Regions from separate parts of the Gossypium hirsutum genome. Here region 2 is linked to region 1. Evidence: chromatin contacts called from public Hi-C data. All regions are on one chromosome and are shown on one strand. The core of a region is the stretch at or near the end of the contact, and the rest is flanking DNA. Distances in the headings are between cores, read along the strand shown.

Region 1 (7,043 bases), core at 3,161-5,660:
TATTTTCTTATGCACTAACAACATACATTTCCATCCATCAAAAAATTACTTCAAAATGATCACTGTCTATCACTTTCCAAAGTTTCAGTCAAGTTTCATTTCCGCATTATCTATGAAAATCAATAAAAAAGACTAATGCCTAAGCTACTTTCAACGAACAAAGGGCATAACAGTAGCCCACCAAGCTTGCAAGTGCTTTCAAAATTACACAGGGAAACACAATCTTATTACATCACAACTTCTAGGAATAAAATCGAAATCCTCTAATCGAAAAGGACAAAATACAAGTACATCAACTTTATAAACAGGGCGTGGATAAGAAAAATGGATACTAGGATGAAGGTTATATTTACAGCTCTACTCCGGCACCTAATGGATCCAAAGGAATGACACTTACGGGGAATTCAGATCTTGGTTTGGGTAGGGAGTAAGTAATACATGAGTAATTGAGCTGGATGGTCAACCGCAGCAGCCTCTCCAACCTGATTGGTCATAACTTTTTGTCTTGTGGGAATTAGCTTGATATTCCAGCAGCGGATGGATCCAAAGGAATGACACTTTCAGGGAAATCTGTTCTTGGTCCAGCTAGGGAGTAATATGCCAGTATATGAGTCGGATGCTCAATCACAGCATCCTCTCCAACTATTCGTCTTGCGGGAATTAGCTCAATATTCCAAAATGGACGAGCCATAGCTAACAGATCACGACCTGATTCCGATGCTCTATATCCTTGCACCCACAAGTACCTCAAAGAAGTTAATTGCATCACGGAAGCTGCTAGTGCATGTTCACTGAAACAACAACCCCTCATTTCTAGTTTCTGCAAGCTAGGGCATCCCTTGGAGAACTCCAAAAGCCCCGCATCAGATCCCCCGACATATCCCAGAAGCATCCATCTTACTTTTGGACTATATTGTCCAATATAACCAAGTCCCACATCGGTTAAACCACCAGGTCGAAGATACAGAGCAAATCTTCTAAGCTTTTCACAGCCCCTCAATAGATCACGGACTCCATCATCAAGAGGCAAATCTGTTATCCTTTCTTCTCGATCAAGCAAAACCAGACGAAAATCACACAGATTTTTCAAGTATGTCCCAATGTATTGTAATGAAGCATTGGTGATGTCAGATACATAAACAGCCAAGTATTCCAATTCAAGACATCCTTGAGCTAAAGCCATTAATCCTCTTTGCGAAACAACACCTTCTTCATCCTCCATTTCCTGCTCATCAGCACCTCGCTCGATTCTAAGCCTCCTTAGTCTCTTACAACTTCGAGCGAGAACTTCTAATCCTCTATCTCCTATAACATTCCTAGTCTGTTCATCCAGAAAACACTTAATAAGACATAATAAAATATTAGAATAAAAAGTAACAAAATTTCCTTTCTATATCCTTGGCATTTTACATTATCCAACAATTTCAAAGACCTTTTTTTACTGTTTAGTCCGTTCAACTACTGAAATCTCACTGCCATATACACTTAGCCACACACACACACACACACACAAATGCTAACATTCAAGAACTTAATATTACCCTATAACAAAGACCAGAAACTAAAGGTCAAAAGAGTCTTAATGGTGGACCAAAATTTGAGAAACATCTCAAAGAAGAAAAGTAACTTAAATTATTAGTATAAGGAAACTAAAAAGTCCACTTGAAACCCCAAAAAATTATAGCTAGAACCCCAGACCAAAAAGTTATAATATAAGAGATGCAATTCCAAGAAAGCAGTGCAGAAAAATAATTAAGAAAATGGTTTTGTAATTCTACCTCAAGAACTTCTAAGTTGGGGCACCTTTGGATTAACAAGCAGTGGTCTTCTGTGTCCAAAAATGCATAAAGGAGATCCAACTTTTTAAGCAATGATGCAAAAGGAAACACAATGGGCATTTCATTTTTCCCCATGTATGTTAAACCCAAACGGCATAACCTCGGAGGAAATGATACAGCAGCATACCTTTCTGGTTGCTCATTGAACAAACCACCACAAAATTCTTCTAAAACAGGAGCAGCATGAAAGAAACCGACAAGATCCAAAATTTCACAATCGCTAATTTTCACAGAGGCCAAATTACGACAATTTTGAGCAATGAATTCAAGGTCTTCACAACTCACTTTCATAAGATCTGTCATGTAAAAGTTTAAATTCATGAGAACTGAGTTATTTACTGCAAGCTCATGAAGCCATTGACCATCTTTCTCAATAATTGCGCTCTCTTCCAAGAACAAGGTTCTTAATTGCCTGAGGAGATATATAAAGGATGTCATAACAAGGATTTAAAAGGCACCAGTTAACAAAGTCTAACACCATTACTCCGAAACGGAGATCATTGATCTATAACCATAGATTGTGAAAAATAATATGTATAATGCCATTAAGCATGAAAAGTTATACTGGGCAAGCACAAGCAAAGCATTAACAATATAAAAAGCTATAGCAACTTAACCTTTAGTCCATAAAACATTCTATTTCCAATGTGAAGAAAAAACTTTGTCGGGTATATTCACAGAGAGGAAAATCAATTTACTAAATATATGGAAGTATATCACATGACCTATGTCCAAAGGCAATTGCTATCAAAACAGTTGTTTGAAAGAAAATGAAACATTAATGGATCAATCAAGTAAAAGCACAGGTATTGTTATCGGTATCCTGTCATTCATACTAGAGTGCCTTACTACAACCTCAGAAAGCTTCATGACATGGCATCGCAATGGTCCTATGCAACTACAAGCAGTACAAAACAAAACCAAACTTTCACCTATGCTCCTCCCCTGACTTGACTAGTCACTAACTCCTGAAGGCCAAGAAATCACGTAGACCCCATACAGTTTCATGCAACTTTCGCACATATGCAATCAGGATGTTTCATCATTCATACCTATTTTCCATTGGTTCTACAATCGTAAAATGTACCAACACTACACAATCATGCACTACAAACAAAACCAAATTTTCCACAGTTGCTTCTTCCCTGACTAGACCAGTCACTCCTAAAGATTCGGGATTCAAATGACCGCATACAGTGTCATGGAACTTTCCCACATATGCAATCAAAATGTTTCATCGTTCAGATTGATTTTCCATCAGTTCCACATTCAAACAAACGCAGTAACAACCACATCTATAAATGCGATGCTTACAGGCTGAGGAGAAGAAAGATTTTCCTCGACTTCAAACGCTTGAACTAAACAGTTACAAATAGAAGTAATTGGGATTGAATACATGTTTCATTAAACATAACCACTTCCAATAAACACAAATCGAAATATTCCTACAATTCAACTCAACCAAACTCAAGTAAACTAAGATAAGGTTTAACCCCCAAGTAGTTGGAAGTTACTAAATCAGTCCTCTTTACTCGATTCCACTGAGTTCAATCCATATTTGATCATTTTCAGCAGATGCTCCAACTAAAAGAACTTTCAACAATGAATTAAAGAACGAATTTCATCGGGCTTAAGCCTAAGCTTGACTAATTTCACAAAGAAACAAGAACCCATAGTTGCACAAGAATTAAGAAAGGAAGAAAAAGTTACCGGCACAAACGGCCAACGTGCAAGAGACCATCAGTAGAAAAACCAGAGCATTTATCAAGCTTCAAAACCTGCAAAACCTTCCCTCTAGACCTAGCCAAAACTTCCAGATCCGAATCTTTAACAATCATTCTTCTGAAATGGACGGCTTTCAAGCAATTGAAATTCTCCGCTATTTCATTCACCCACGGTGTAACGTACCCACCCCAATCTTCAGGTATCAAATTAAACATCGCCGCCCGAGGCTTCCCTTTCAATTTCAAGGATTCCAAGTGACGGAACCGTCGCCTCAACCGATCGGGACTCGTCGTGTAACAAAGCGCGATCGTTATGTGCTTACGAGTCAGCGCGTCGAGCTCGTACCACCGCCTGCAAACTAGAGATACGGCGTCGCGGTCTTTCGGGTCGTCGATGTACGGCATCACGCAGCCTAATACGACATCGGACATACCGGGTTGTGACGTCATCGTTTTGTGCAACTTGTTACCATTTTCCTCCATCTAAAAAAATCTTTTTTAAAGGGAAATTAAAATCAAAACGGTTTTTAAACCGAAACGGACAAAAAAGAATGGATCGATCTGAAATAAGAAAGTAAACACTTTTTTTTCGGAGCTCTGTTTTATTTGTTCATAAAAGAAAAGGCGGTAGGATCCGAAACGAAACGGAACTCAACCGGCGATAAAACGAATCGGGTCAGATGAGGATCGGGTCGAGAAGGCATAGGGAAGAAGAGATTGTTGATTGAGCACACAGAAAAGCGAAGAGAAAAGAGCTGAGAAAAAGTTTCAGTAGATAAAGGAGGGTCGAAATGGACGGCCGAGATTCATTAGAAAAGAAGATCCAAGTGAAAAATATAATTATAGGATCAGACCAGACAATTCAGCTGCTCTAAATTAAAAATACAAAAGAAAATAGTATTGCAACCAATTAGTGGAGACTGAAAAATAAATTTAATAATTTTTGATTGGTTGCGTCAGTATTGGAAGTATTAAATTATTAATTATATTCTGCACCCAGCAGTTGTCATTGTGGCCTTTCTTAATTCTTTCAATTATATTTTTTTTCGTAAAAAATGTTGATTAAAAGCAGCTGCTATTTCGTGCTTTTCTTTTCTTTTTTTTTTTTGGTAAAAATGAAAGAAGGTGGGAGAAACCCAAGGAATTAACCAGTACAGTTAATGTCTATCCCTAAGCTCTCTTGTAGTAGAACCAAAACCATTTCCTGACTGAGAGTAAAAACCAATGGGGTTCTTCTTGGTTGATCTAGACAAGATATCAGTTGCCCTATTTGCTTACAACTTAATCTCCCAACTTTGGACCAACAGCTCGCAAATATCCTATACAAGCTACCAGGTACCTTGTTTTGCTCTTTTCATATGCATTTCATGTTAGTCTTGAAGTAACGCCTTTCCTTTCAATCTAGTTACATCTTATACAAGCTCGTGCTGCTAGTTTCCCACTTCTCTTCCAATGTGGCATAGGATAGGAGTAATACTTCATTTCATATCTCCTTAGAAAAGGACACCCAAAGAAAATGTGGCTTTTGGTTTCTTGTTCCACATGACAAATTTCATTAATGTGTGCCTTTGGTATGTAGTCTGTCACGAATGACCATCCAAATTATGAAATGAATGCTTTCAAATATGAACTGAGAACCACAAAACCAATTTTGTCCCATTCCACATGTTCTTAACATACTCATATTTTCTCCTCAAAATTTAGCCACTATATATTTGTCACTAGGGAACCTCCAAACAACACAATTCTAAAACACAATTTTTTTTTGCAACATCATGCATTTGTAACAAGTTCCTCCAAATCCAACTATAATTCCAAGTAATTAACACCATGTTTGGTTGACATGAATAACCAAACGATTCCTGGCTGATTTGGTGATAAACAGTTATTCATTAGTTTGATTCATTGAATCCTTCATTCTACGAAATCTCATTCATTACCCATTCCACCTTCTCCCGTAATGGCCATTCCCCACCAAACCCAAAGAATAGGACAAACGATTCCTGGCTGATTCGGTGATAAACAATTATTCATTAGTTTGATTCACTAGGGGTGAGCATTTGATCGAATCGAATCGAATCGAATCGAAAATTTTCAAGTTAATCGAGTTTTCAAATCTCATTTTATCATCCTAACTTTATTTGAAGTTTTCTCGAATCGAGTCGAGTGAGATGGAATTCGAATCGAATCGAATCGAATCGAATATATTTGTTCGAATTAAAATTTAAAAAATAATTTAGGTCCTTGTAACCACTGTCACCCATCGTAATAAAATTTGTCCACCTTAATCAAATTTTTTATTAACTTTCATCACCTCATAATTTATTTATTAATTTTTTATATACTAGTTAGCTTATTTGTTTGCTTAGTTGTTTCAATTATCATCAGATTCTTGTCACTATGTATTTTGGAATTAAAAAATATATTAAATATAAAAAAATGATTTTTTAATAAAAGTTATTTTAAAAATAAAATGTGAAATTGTTACCAATATAAAATTTTAACACGAATATTTTATGGCATAATTAAGAATTCAATTTTAATATAAATATTCAATATGACTAAACAATTCAATAATATAAATAATATAAAATATGAAATTTAATTTAATAATATAAATAGTATATATAAATAAAATTAGTACTATTTATGTTTAGTGATTTTTTTGGATAATTTTGATTTTTTATTTGAGAGTAAAGGGTGAGAAGTAAAAGTTTAGGGGGAAAATAAAAAGTTTTGGGGAATAAAAGTTTGAGGGAAAGTAAATAGGGGGAGTAAAATTTTGGAGGGAAAATATTAAAAAAAATTGGAAGGGGGAGGGTTTGGGGTAGATGGGAGGTGGGATGGGAAGAGAATAAAAGTTTTAGGGGAAAAGTGGGAGGGAGTAAAAATTTTGGGGGAGAATAAAAGGTTTTGAGGGTTTTTGAGAGTAAAATTTTGAGAAAAAGTAAATGGAAGAGTAAAATTTTGGTGGGAAACGGATTTTGGGTAGATTGGGGGGTTGGGAGGGGAGGAGAGTAAAAGTTTTTGGGGGAAAGTGGGAAAGAGTAAAAGTTTTGAGGGAAAAGTAAAAAAGTTTGGGAGTTTAGGGTAAAAATGTAAAATATTATAGTTTGATACTCGAATTATTCGAATTATTCGAGTTATTCGAATTCGAAAACTCAACTCGATTTGAACTCGAAATTCGAAAAAAATTCGAATTGATTCGAATAACTCGATTAACTCGAATAACTCGATTCGTTTAACTCGAAATTCGAATTTTTTTCAATTTTTTCGAGTCGAATCGAGTTTTGCTCACCCCTATGATTCACTGAATCCTTCATTCGACGAAATCTCATTCATCACCCATTCCACCTTCTCCCGTAATGCCCATCCCCCACCAAACCCAAAGAATAGGACTACACAACCACCACCGAATAAAGAAAAAACATAACCTCCCATTCTTACCCTTTACCACTCTCCTTCATCAAACACCTCAAGC
Region 2 (7,385 bases), core at 1,848-4,347, 59 kb after region 1:
ATTCTAAACATTGAATATTGCTCTTATTATTATTTTAGAAAAATCTTCATCTCGAGAAAGCAACGTGTCATATCCAATGCAATAGGACACAATGTATTGAATTCCCGATAATGAGATTTTTATTTATGTTTTTTGATTAAAGAGCATTCTCAATTATTTAGATTCAACGAAAAAAATTGGAACCCAATACGTTAGGGCTCGATCCTCTCAAAGATCCCAAATATCGAGTATTGCCTTTATTTTCAAAATTTTTTTTTACGAATCTAGGTAAAAATTGATGTAATAGAATAACAATTATAATAATTTAAGTAAAAATAATACGAACAAAAACAAAATAAATAAATATGAAGACAAACATATATAAAAAAATCTATCAGGTAAACAATAACATGTAAATAAACAAATAAAAAACTAAAGCATTTAAAATAATAATAATATTAACAATAATAATAATAATAATAATAATAATAATAATAATGAACATGTGAATAAATAAATAAATGAACATCAAGTAAAGCAATAATAATAACAAAGAAAATAGATAAAAATTATTAATATATATATAAAATATATGTATATATATATAAGAAATATATGTGTATAACAAAGTTTATAATTAAAAGATATAAATGGGTAAATAATAATAATAATATTTTGAAAGTATAAAAAAAACTTGAAGTAAATAATAAATAATAAAAATGATATAATTAGACAAATATACATATATAAAAAATAAACAAATGAAATAAATTATAAAATATACTAATTCATGAAATAATAAAATAATGAATATGTATATGAAAGGGAGATAAAACAAATAATAACAAGCAATAATAATAATAGTAATAATATATTAAAATGGTTAATTTAGTGAATAAATAATTAAAATAACAAATGGATGATTAAATTAAAATTAAACAAAGTTTTAGGCCTGAAATCGAAAATGGAAACAAAGAAAAGGATTAAATTATGACACTCACGAAAAAGAGGGGGACCAAAAGGGAAATATTCCTGCCCCTCAAAACGTTGAGTTTTAGTGTGGACCAAAATGAATAGGTTCAAAATAGATAGGGTAAATTAAAAAATAAACGAATGAAATTAAAACAGTGGGAAAGAACGAGGGATCAATAGGGCAAATATCCCTCACAGACCCAGAATACGCGAATTTGATCCCGCTCGGGTCGAATCATCAGGTGCGCGGGTCAGAGAACCTTAAACGACGTCGTTTTGGGGCTCCCGTAACCCTCCTAAAACGGCGTCGTTTCTTGTTGTTTATAAAGGCTAAAAAAACCCTAAAAAAAATTTTAAACAGCCACCACAAAAAAGAAAAGAGAGCATTTCTCTGCTCTGTAGTCGTCTGAAGTCCGGCCTAGGGCTCCGCCCTTGCGCCGCCTTGTCTCCACCGTAGGCGGTGGTTAACGATGCGCAAAAGGGCATTTTTAGCCCTTGGCTCGTAAGATCTTTGAAAGTCCAACCCTCTCAACCCCGAAGAATCGGAAGGAGGAGGTTCTCGACGATCTTTGGATTCGGCTCCGACAACGGAGGAGGACCCTCCGATGGTGCAAGAACGATGCGTATCCGGTAAGTCCTTCTTCCCCTCTTATTTATTATTTTCGTTTATACGCGTAAGAAAGAAAAACAAAAGAAAAATAGATCTTATGCCGAAAAGAAAAAAAAGGAATCACCTTGAATCTTTTTTGTGCTTTTTATTTCTTGAATCTTTTTTGGAAAAAAGAAAAGGAAGAGCCTTACAGATGTAAAGATCGGTTTTTAAACCGATTCTCCCCCTCAAAAAATACAAAAACTATTCTTTTCTTTCTTTCTATTCTTTCTGTCACTGCTTTGGTTACTTTGCAGGTACTTGATGGTGGCAAGTGGCGGTGGGTAGGTGACAGAGGGCAGGGAGTAGGTGCGGATGGGACGTGATGAACGGCGGTAGTAGAAGCAAGTAGGGGTGCGGCGCTATGGCGGTGGCAGAGACTAGGGTTCCGAAACCTTAGTTTTTATTGGGTTTGGGCCATGTTTGGGCCTATTTTGTAAATGGGTTTTGGGTTTTATTTTGGGTATTGGGTCTTGTTGGGCCAAGTGGGTTATTGAGCTGATGTTTGGGTCATGGGTGTTGGGTTAGTGTTTAGGTGGGTTGGGTCTGTTGGGCTAAGTTTGTAATTGGGCTGAGGTTTGGGTGTATTAGGTTGGTAATTTTTGTTTAGTTTTTGTTTGCCTTGGCCCGGGCGAAATTGGACTTGTACAAATATAATGAATTTAAAAATTTATTTATTAATCATTAGGAAAATTAAAACTTTTATAAGTAGGATTGGAATCTTCAACTATATTTTAAAATATAAAAAAAGTAAATAAATGAGACTTATCACCATTCTATTTCTGTTTTTCAAATTTTTACTTTTCACGTATCCTCTACTTAATAATAATTCTTATTATTTTTTAATATTCAATTTAAACATGAAAAATAAACAAGTATAACTAAATATTTTTTATTCTCTATATCCATTTTAAGGTACATATTTAGGGTTTGTGATTATTCTTTCTAATAATATTATTTTTAAAATTTAAATTTAGTTTTTTTTAAGAATGTAGTGTGTCTACCCACTTGTTGGTAGTATATATAATTTATTGTATAGAATAATCTAATTTTCAAAATAAATTAAGGCTTAAAAGGTATAAAAAAATCCTCAAACTTTTTTTAAAAAAAAACAATTAAATTATTGTGATTTTTTTTTGCACTCAATTGGATATTTAAATTATCAAAATACATCAAAAAATCCCTTTGACCATTAACATGTTATGGTTGACTATTAAAATTAACAACACCCGTTATTTTTTTCTTTTCCAATTATCTCTATCATGTGTCACGTCGTGATTGATGTGTAGAAAATAAAAAAAATTAAATTTAAAGTTATTATCTTCACTATATGTCACGTGTCACGCCGTTATTGTGATACGTGGAAAACGATAAAAAATTATTTAAAAAGCTATAAAAGAAGGTAATAAAAATTACCTTGGTTATAAGGACAGCGGCGGCAGCAGCATTACCAGCATTGTGTAGAATTAATCACCAACAACCAAACGATAGCGACGAAGTCTTGCGAATCCAGCGGCTTCCCGTCACCGTTGGCTAAAGCAATGGCCATGATTGCAGCAGCTTCCATAACCCATGGCCATGACAAGGGATTCCACATGAACCCCCAAAACTTGAGAATTTTGTTCATTTTTAAAACATAATTTTAACATCTATTATGATTCGGACGTAATTAATATCGAAATTAAATCCGTGCGAAAGACCTTTTTCTCTTCGAGCTTGTGGGGGCAGAAAATCTGAAGCCTGTTGGCACCCTCGTCCGAGCTTAATCCTTCTCTGGTACATTTCAGCCGTTCAAACACTTCCTCGATGGGGATTTTTTTTCCTATAAACAAAGTATATTCCACGGCATTTAAATGAAAATTTATTAATACTTTTTTCTCAAATTTTGACATTAATAAATTCATTCCATCATTCATAATATATTTTCATAAAAAAGGGAATTTTTTATTTTTTTAAAAAAATTGGTAAAAATGTTTTTCTATTTTCTAAATAATTTTTAAAATTTTCAAATAAAATTTAATTTTTTTTACATTTTTTATATATTTTTTATTTTAATAATTTTTAACATTTTCCGTCATGTGTCACAACCTGTGATACATGATGGAAATAACTGAAAAAAGAAAGAAAAAAAAAACAAAGAAAAGAGTATTGTTAACTTTTAAGGGTCAACTATTAATTTTAACAGCTAAAAAATCTTTTTAATGCTTTGACAATTCAAATATTCAATTAAATGTAAAAAATAAAATCTTAGTTACTATTTTTTTTAAAGTTGAAGAACTTTTACCTACTTAAACCTTAAATAATTATATAACACATCACAGTTTTAATATTATACACATATGGCAATATTAAGTCATGTATCAAGGAGATTTCCCTTTTTTTTTTCCTATCCAAAAACGTTTTTCTTATCGGCTAAATCTGAAAAACAAATGTTGATCTCAAAAAATATTTAGGTAAATGTAACATTTTTTTTGGGTATATAGAGAAATAGACTAATTTTAGAGAAAGAAATAGAAAACGCATCTTATAGGGCGTATTTTTTGATTTTTTAATATATTAGCTTTTTTGGTTAGATGTTTAAATGTTAGTAATTTTGTCTTTTAAGTCTCGAGTTCAATTCCTCTCTTACCTACATTTTTTTTATGTTGTTTTGAGCTTTACTTTTATTTTTAATTATTATTTTTAACATGTTAGCTTTATTTGTTAGATGATTAAATAATAGTAATTTTATCCTTGAGTTCTAGGGTCGATTCCTCTTCTAAGCTCATTTCTTCTAAGCTCATTTGTATTTTCTATTTCATATTGTTTCAATTTTTTAAAATTAATATTTTTAATTAATAAATATATATTTTTTAAGTTCTTTATATTTTAAATTCATTTTTAATTAATAACGCTTTTATTTATAAATTAAAAAATCATTTTCAATTATATAATAATATATATTATGAAATTGATATTTAACATTATATTAAATATATTTTATTTTTTTAAAAATCAACTAATTTTTTTTATATATTTTTATTTTTATTTTTATATAATATTTATATGTCAAATATTTATTTTCTCCACCTATATTGTGGGTAGGGTGAATTCTAATATTATAAAATCAAATAATTATTTCAAATATCATTATTATTTTTATAAGTAAAATATTTCAAATTTCAGTGCTTTTTCATTTATATTGTGGATATGATATTTCAAATATTTTTATATGTTCAATTAATTATTTCAAATACACATACAAAAATATATAATACTAAAATTTACTACACATGATATGAATTGAAAAATAAATATTACATATAAAAATTATATTTACTAAAAATAATGATTTTCGGCCATAATTATTTGATTTTATAAATAAAATAGTTATTAATTAAAAAGATGAATTAAAAATAAAAAAAATTGAAAACAATATATTTATTAATTAAAAAAATTAATTAAAAATAATTTTAAAAAAAAAAGCTTAAAACAACATGAAATAAAAAATACAATTATACTTAGTAGAGGAATCAAATCAAAGACTCAATGATAAAATGACTATTATATAATCATCTAACCAAAGAAGCTAATGTCTTAAAAATAGTAATTAAAAATAAAAGTAAAGATTGAAATAACATGAAATAAAAATACAAATATAAGTAAGAAAGAAATTAAAGACAAAATCACTAACATTTAACAATCTAACAAAAAGAACCACAAAATACATCCTATGAGACGAGTTTTCAACAGGAAAGACTTCATGCAGTATACATTTTTTGTTTCTCTCTACAAAATTAATCTATTTTTTTTTTTCAAATTTAGCCGTTGTCTTTATTAATTTGATGTTTTCTAGGCGGAGAAGTCAACAAAATATTACTGATCATAAATAAATACATGTGAAAGTCATTAAACAGAATTCCTGTCTTTTCTTTTTGGTTCATTAAACCAAAATTCGTCTGCACCTTGGTCAAATAATTTGAATGGGAATTAACTTTGGCACGTTTTCAATTCCTCTATAATTAAATGTTACATAAATAATGTGTAACATTATATATAAGAAATTAATTTAATTTTTAAAAATGTAACATCACATTACACATGATATACATAAATAATTATTTTTATTTAATATAAAAATATAATTGAATGTGAACTCAAGTTTGAGTTGATATTAATTTTATTAAAAACCCAAAAATGTAATAATTATATTGGGTAGAACAGTTGTTTTCAAAAGTGAGGAGGAATGCATAAATTCAAAAAAGGGCAAGAGTTGTTCAAATTCGCTTTTCTTTTGAGGAAGAAAATAAGGCTACTATTGGGATGGTGGGGGCATGTCTGAGCGGCAGCAATGTGAATTTAGGCAGAGTTTACAACTATTTTTGTTTAGGTACATAATAATGGAGGGCAGCTATGAGGACGACTCATAAAAGATTTGGTCCAATTTAGTAGTCACCTATGGGCTTCTAATGCCTAATTTCTTATCTATAATGGGCCAAATGAGAAATAAGGAAAGTGTGGCAGCTACAAATAACGATTCTGAATTTATATCCAATTTTCTAACATCCCAAAGAGATTCTCTTTTAAAAATTCACACCTACTAATTTCAAAGATAAAACAATCCTAAGATCATAGAATTTCTTCTTTCAGATAAACTTTTATAGTCTGATTTTTAGTGATTTTGTTAATTTAGTTGCTCTAATTAGGATAGTTGTTCAAATTGGTCATTGTTGTTAAAAATTCTATCCACTAACAGATTATTGATGATATTTTTTACTTTTGACTAAAGCTAGGGACCTCCCTATAATTAATCTAAAATATATATATTTTTATTTGCAACATAAATATTTCAATTATGACATCACCAACTTTTAAATCCTCTTTAAAAATAATAATCCGAACAACAATAATAAATCATGATCATGATCCAACTCTCTTCAATCAACCCACCTGTCTAACATAACACCACCTCCCTGTAGAATGGCTACCCATGAGATGAATATAAGCATTTCGCAGTTTGGGTAAAATTTTGAGGGTGACCGCATGGGGAGGTGAGAAGAACTTTATTTCAATAATTGTATATTTGGTGAACAATCATTGAGTCAAAGTGTTATGTCCTGAATTTACAGTAATGGTTAGGATTTTCTCACTAAATTTTAAAACTAGGGAAAGTGGTGAAAGGCCTAACACCTTAGCTAAGGTTAAAGTAGCTGAGGAATTGCATTTTTGGAGAACTTGATCAATGAATTCTTACTTAGATTGTATGCTTATTTGTTTATGTGTTTTTAGTTAGCACTTAAATTAAATTGATAGTAATAGGGAGATTTAATTGAATGGAATTTTAATTAGTGAACTTGTTTAAAAATAAGAATCATTGCCTTGGTTAATAATAAATATTAAGTCAAGTGTTATGATTTTAATGATCTTATTATTGACCTTATTTATGATGTTTAGTCATGGAAGCAAGATAAGTTTCAAAGTAAGTGAATTGTTAGACATTATTTATTTTAAATTGTCATTGTATTGGTTTCATTGAATAGTGTGAAAATAAAATGAATAAATTAAATTTAGTAAATATATTGTAAGCTAAGAAGAATGATTGATAAATTAATGAAAGTCATTTTAAATATTTGTAGACTAATCTCGTTAGATATAGTTGGCATGTTATAATGATTGTGTTTGCAAGGCTGCTTTATGCGCTTGAGAGTTACTATTGAGCGCTTTGCACTTAGAAATTTAGTTGCTTATCATTCGCACCTTGGACACACTAAAGTTACTATTATTGTTATCATTTGCGCTTTGCGTA

The links. Hi-C and Micro-C count contacts between places; a contact is called where the count stands out from the background.
Region 2: a contact with region 1 is called in a Hi-C map of leaf, with 2.9 times the contacts expected there. The contact joins the enhancer-like site here to the promoter of LOC107955160 in region 1. A contact is called at or near these places in 7 of 34 Hi-C or Micro-C datasets (callus, leaf and petal).

What each region holds. Positions count from the first base shown.
Region 1 is chrD04:12,825,386-12,832,428 of Gossypium_hirsutum_v2.1, forward strand. LOC107955160 (coronatine-insensitive protein 1) reads right to left here and starts at 4,411. Exons shown (of 3, transcript XM_016890889.2): 1 at 3,549-4,411; 2 at 1,779-2,250; 3 at 83-1,321. The coding sequence starts at 4,045. The coding sequence ends at 515.
Region 2 is chrD04:12,885,819-12,893,203 of Gossypium_hirsutum_v2.1, forward strand. No RefSeq gene overlaps it. Among protein-coding and RNA genes, the nearest start is that of LOC107955162, 16 kb to the right of the region's middle. Within about 2 kb of position 3,098, at least 4 of the 9 cell types and tissues checked have an H3K27ac peak or open chromatin away from gene starts, as enhancers often do. A contact at or near this core is called in leaf, where this site is marked.